Regions from separate parts of the Mus musculus genome. Here region 2 is linked to region 1. The links are chromatin contacts, called in public Hi-C maps. All regions are on one chromosome and are shown on one strand. Each heading gives the region's core, a stretch centred on a gene start, on an enhancer-like site or on the middle of the called end of the contact. The rest is flanking DNA. Distances are from core to core; before and after follow the strand shown.

Region 1 (2,943 bases), core at 126-2,625:
CAAAGCTCTGGGGTCCAAGCACATATCCTCCCAATACCCTATGGCCTATGGCAGAGGAAAGGAGTTCTTTGTCCTGTGTCAAGAGGAAAAGGACCATGGTTCATGTGCTGACACAGAGCCACAGAGCCATCAAGCCAGTCACAAGGTCTATGGGGCTTCAAGGCCACCCCCTGGAGGCTTTATATCAGTCACAACACTCCCAACACACCAGGTCCCAAATGACTTGTCGGAGACCCTCCCCTAATGCTCTGACAGGCATGATGGCATGCCCAGCACCTCTTCATCTGTCCTCTGAAGTAAACGGACCACAAGATAGCCAGTACTACCCTCATTGGTCCATCTCCCTCTATAAATGAGCAAGGCCACCTCACCTTAACTGGGCAACCTCACCTTAACTCTAGGGCACAGCCCTCCTTCGAGGGGTGACATCCCAGAACCATGAGTGTACCCTGCCTGCTCATCTTAAGAGAGAATCTGAAGGCCAGGCAGAGAAAGGGCCTAAGCCACACAGCTTAGAAGCAGTAGAAGCAGGCTGACCAAACCCCATTAGCAGACAAAGGTAGACCTCTCCCTCTGAGCTTTGTTAAGTACACTGCCCAGCTGGTGAAATGGGAGAAAAATGGGGAGAGGGGCCATGTACCCTAAATTCATGGAACTCCCTCTCCTGGAAGGAGCAGCTCTCCAGGGCCAACCTGAGAAATAACAGAGTCCCTTCTGGAACTTCCCAGCAGGTTGGTGGATCAGGGGGAAGCATTATCGCAGCCAGCCATGGATCTGGGTAATGACATTACACCTGCCTACCATGGGAGACAGAAATAGGGAACAGTACTGGCACAGGATCTAGTTCAGGCCCCTACCTGGAGGAACTCCAGCCTCAGTTTACCCAGCTGTCAAATGAAGATAACATTTGTGCTCCCCTCTGGCCACCACACTATGCTACCTAAGATTGCTCTTTAGTTTGAGTCTCTACCTCCAAAGGCCTGGTGGGTGCCTGCCCATAGCCACTCTGGCTCAGCCCTGCAGGCCAAGAGCAGAGAAAAGCAGGGGCCTGGGTAAGCATTCCTCAGGCCCCTCTAGCCTGCTCCCAGCTTCCTTTTAGAGCCTCCAGATAGGAAAGGCCAGACCAGCTTACCAGCACAGACCAAGGTTTCTGTTTCAATACAGTCCAGTTCTCTACCCCCAGCCTGAAAACCACAGCCCACGGAAGGAAGGAGGATTAAGACACTACGAAAGGACCCTTTGTAAGGAGCTGAGCATGGACGGAAGCACAGACAAGCCTTTTTTCTCCTGATTAGCACAACCGCAGCCAGGATCGTGACCCTCTTAACAGGAAGAAACTGAGGCCGGAAATATGGGAGGCTTCAAAAGCAGTAAGGGCATGACTCATGCCTCCAGGATTCCTTCCCATAGAGAAGCCACCAACTAAAACAGTGAGCCAGAGACCCTGACAGAGTCGGGGTGCTAAGCCTCAGGTACCCCTGTGGGGGCATGGCAGAGGGCAGGTCCCGGGGCGGAGCTTGCAACCTCTGTTCCTGTAGACACCTGGTATCCACCTGCGGTGGTCCGCGTGCCTGGGCAGGGAGGCTGCTCAGGGCGGCCCAGACTGGGCAAGATGGGACGGGACAGGACGGGACTGGACGCGACGCGGGCGGTGCCGCCACATCTGAGCACAGCATTCCAGGGCACCGCGCCCGGGACAAGGAAGGAGCTTCCCAAAGCTGAAATGGAACCTCCCCTTGCAGGCTGCTATGGACCTGAGAGTCTCAGCACAAGAAGGAGGATGCTACCTGTACCCCAGTCCCAGAGAGCCTCCCCTGGTCCCACCACCCTCATCAATCACTCATTAGACAGTTCCTGCTGGTCGGGAGGTGGGAAGGATGAATACAGGAGCTTACAAAGGCATTCCTTGACCTCTACCCTCTTACCTGCCAAGGTTCTTAGTCTCCACCCTCACTGCCCCCTACTCACCCACCACACTAGCCACGATGTCTCCACTACCCTACTATGGCTCAGGGAAACCTTTTGCCCAGGAGGCGGCCAGTACTGATCCCTGACCCTCATCCACTTCAAACTCACTAGTGAGGCTCCTCCTTCCCCCACCCTCACACACAACCCTGACAGGTCTTCCCCATAGGTCCTTTGGGTCCTGGCCCTAGACCCTCCAACACCTCTCAGATAAGCAGATCCAAACTCTGTGTGAACAAAGAGAACTTTATAAGCGATCAGCCAGCACCTCAGCCCTGGGCCTTCCCAGTTTCCCATTCACACACACAGAGGTCTACATATTCTCCCATGCATGTGTGCATGGATACACACATACACACACACACACACACACACACCCTTGATATCCCCCAATCCTGTGGCCTTGGTTCTCATGGGTTTCTTACCCCCATCCCCCATCCCTCTACCCCACCCACCCTTCCACCCCCACCTCCCACCCAACCCCCGACATCTGGCAACTGTATTTCAAAATGCTGAGCAATCTAGGCCAGCAAGATGGAGCCTCAAGTCCTAAAGCCCATGGTGGGAGGAAAAAACAACTCCCAAAATGTATCTCCTGAGCTACATACACACACACACTAACAATAACAACAATGATAAATATAATAGAAATCTTTTAATTTAAAAAAGGGAGAGGCTGGGCTGGAGAGATGGCTCAGTGGTTAAGAGCACTGAGTGCTCTTCCGAAGGTCCTGAGTTCAAGTCCCAGCAACCACATGGTGGCTCACAACCATTCGTAATGGGATCTGATGCCCTCTTCTGGTGTGTCTGAAGACAGCTACAGTGTACTTAGATATAATAATAAATAAATAAATCTCTTTTTTTAAGTGGGGAGGAGCTGGAGAGGTACCTCAATGGTTAAAAACATTTGTTGCTCTTACAGAAGACCCATGCCTGGCTCCCAACACCCATATGGTGGCTCATAACTAACTTTAGTTC
Region 2 (2,943 bases), core at 302-2,801, 500 kb before region 1:
CTCACACACACAAAAAAATCCTCACCAAGTCTAATCTGTGAGGCACATCACCCTCTGAGGGGGGATGGTTGACCGCCCAGGGCCAGCCCTTGGAAGAAAACTGATTCTTCCCCATCAGCTATCAACTGTGAATATCTTCTAGCTAGCGGTGGGGGCTTGTGAGTCCTTTCAGACTCTGTATATCTTGTTAGGTAGACTCTTAGGCAAAGTTGCTCTGGAATGCAGAATTAAGCAGTGTTGTGCTCAAATGTGGAATCACTATTTGGTTAGCAGCAAATGTGGGCTGTCTGTTGGAAATATTGACATTCTGAATAGTTTCATCATTGATGATACAAGTTTAAAAAGAAGTAAAAAACAAAACAAAACAAAACAAAACAACCCCAAAACCTCCAGTAAGTCCCCTGATGAAAAGAAAATGAGTTCTCTTTAGGCAGCAGCTATCTTCTGCAACAACATAGTATAATGGAAAGTGGCAAAAGTACTTTTTATTTGTATATGACACGAATTCTGGAAGTCCCAGGTCACTAGATACTAGCAACACTGTCATGTCAATGTCAAGAGAAAACCATACCCAGAGGTTTCTGAAACATCCCTAGGACAGCAATCATCCTGAGTGTGTGCATGTGCGCACGTGTGTGTGTGTGTGTGTGTGTGTGTGTGTGTGTGAGAGAGAGAGAGAGAGAGAGAGAGAGAGAGAGAGAGAGAGAGAGCGCAGGGACATCAGTAGAACATTCTGGGGTTAACCTAAGGTACACAGTTTCAACTATATGACCTCTTTTCCCATCTCAGCTGTAGAAAAGCTGTAGCCCCACCTGAGAGAATATTAGATGTATTTCCAAGTGTGTAACTTTCTTTGTTACTTTGTTTTATTCTCCACTTATTTTCTTAAAAGAAAGAGAATGTTTAAAAACAGAACCCAAGGAGCACTCTGCGTACAGATTAAGATAAGAAACCAAACCAAACCAAACCAAACCAAACCAAACCAAACCAAACCTAGTCAAACATGTGAAGAGAGCTGTCACTACAGAAGGGAAATCAGAGGCCATGCTGTCATGGAAACCAAGAGGTGAGCACATTGGAAGAAGCAGCCTGGAAGAGAAGCCAGTGGGGATAAGGACTCAGGATGAGAAGAGCCGGAGCAGGGTCCCAGCAGATGGGAGTTGATCACAGGCTTCTTCTCCCAAGAAGAAGATGCGGCCTATGGGCAGCGTCAGTGGGAAGCCGGAAGCTGCAATGGTCTGTAAGATGGCTCCTTAAAGGAAAAGTTGGCTGGATCTGCGTGCCAGATAGAAAGGAGAGGAAAGATGCCCACAAGACATTTGGGTGGTGCCGGTAATTTTTAGTTCTTTGTTGAAAGGATGGGTACCCATGATGCCTTGCGCCACTCTGTGTCACTGTTCTCACTCCTCCCACTTCTGCTGGAGGACACCTGACACTCCCTGCCGATCCATAATCAGAAAAAAATGGCGCCTGATGTCTTAGTCAACTTGTGACCTTCTTCACAGGTTCAGGTGAAGGGTGTTCCCACCCTTCCCACGGGCCCACACCCAGTTTCCAATCTGTCAATATAGGCCCTGCTCGCTCTGTCTAGGCAGTGTGGAGTGTCCTCTACTGGTACAGAGGTGTCTTTACACATAGACACTGCTGCCTGGATTAAGCTGCACAAGGCAGAGGCTTCTGGGACAAGGAGGGAAGATGCTGTAGTTGGAACAGTTTAGGAAGATTCTTGGCAGTGATTGTGAGATGCTATAGCAGAGCTCATTCCTTACTCTCTTCCCACATCCTTCAGATTCCCTCTCTTGTTCCTGTCCCAAATAGTCTCAGGTTCCTAGACTGAACTTATAGAATGTTTTGACCAGTTGTTTTAAAAATGCAAAGGCAATGGTTTTGCCTTGGGCTATCTCCTAGGCTACCTAGAAAACATTTTTTCGCTTGTTCAATTAAAAAAAAAAAGGGGGGGGGTCTGTAGAGACTGCTCAGTGGTTAAGAGCACCGGTAGCTCTTGCAGAGAACCTGAGTTCAGTTCCCAGAATTCATGTGAAAGCTCGCAACCGTCTGTAACTATAGTTCCAGAGGATCCAGTGTCCTCTTCTGACCCCCATGGACACCAGAAATGAGTGTGGTACATATACATATGTACAGGCAAATTGCTTATGCATATTAAGACAGAAATATGGAAGTCCTTTAAGAAGGAGCTCAGTCTTTGGTATGGGTTGCTTAGTTCCTGCTACGTAGCCAGAGTGGTGTAAAAGCTTGCAGACGGAGACTGTAAAGAAGCAGACATCTGGGGGCTGTGCCTGCTGCTGGTTCCTCCACTGTCACACTCTTCTGTAGCGGTAGAAATGCTCTTGTCATCTTAGCAGGACATTTACATGACAGGGATGGAGATGGTCCATCTGAGGCTGTTAGGGCCGATTGTCTACCCCCAATCTAAAAACTTCACAAACAACGTAATGATAACATGAAGGGAGACAGAAGGGAAGGAAAAGCCGCCTCTAAAACAGTAATTGTTTCTAGTTTGTTCTTGATGCTATGGCTGTAACTGCAGACTATGTACAACTCTTAGGAGGTTTAAAAATAGGTATTTTCAGCCAGGTCAATGCCAGCTGCTCTAGAGACAGAGGCAGGAGAATCTCAGTTCAGAGCCAGCCCAGGGAACTTAGAGAAACAGTAAGTGGTAAGCTGGGCTTGGTGAAGCTCTTGCTGGATGTGTGAGGTTCTAGTCTATTCCTAGTACCTTAAAAATAACATTTTGGGGACTATAGAGATAACTCAACGGTTAAGATCACTGGTTGCTCTCATAGAGGATTCAGGTTCCGTTCCCAGCACCCACATGGTGACTCCCAGTCATTTGTATCTCCGGTTCTAGGTTCTAGGGGATCCAGTGCCCTCTTCTGGGCCTTGTAGATGCCAGTGATGTAAGTGGTACGTAGACACAACACA

Evidence for each region. Hi-C and Micro-C count contacts between places; a contact is called where the count stands out from the background.
Region 2: a contact with region 1 is called in a Hi-C map of epidermal suprabasal cells, with 7 times the contacts expected there. The contact joins two enhancer-like sites. A contact is called at or near these places in 3 of 39 promoter capture datasets (3T3-L1-derived adipocytes, liver and pre-B cells), 1 of 15 datasets of contacts at CTCF or cohesin (embryonic stem cells), 5 of 484 Hi-C or Micro-C datasets (embryonic stem cells, epidermal suprabasal cells, nephron progenitors and 1 more), 6 of 115 datasets of contacts at active chromatin or transcription factors (astrocytes, embryonic forebrain, embryonic stem cells and 1 more) and 2 of 9 other capture datasets (adipose tissue and liver).

Annotation. Positions count from the first base shown.
Region 1 is chr15:101,335,328-101,338,270 of GRCm38.p6, reverse strand. No RefSeq gene overlaps it. Among named protein-coding and RNA genes, the nearest start is that of Gm52200, 18 kb to the right of the region's middle. Within about 2 kb of position 1,375, at least 94 of the 459 cell types and tissues checked have an H3K27ac peak or open chromatin away from gene starts, as enhancers often do. A contact at or near this core is called in epidermal suprabasal cells, where this site is marked.
Region 2 is chr15:101,833,734-101,836,676 of GRCm38.p6, reverse strand. No RefSeq gene overlaps it. Among named protein-coding and RNA genes, the nearest start is that of Gm35972, 7.5 kb to the right of the region's middle. Within about 2 kb of position 1,551, at least 2 of the 459 cell types and tissues checked have an H3K27ac peak or open chromatin away from gene starts, as enhancers often do. A contact at or near this core is called in epidermal suprabasal cells, where this site is marked.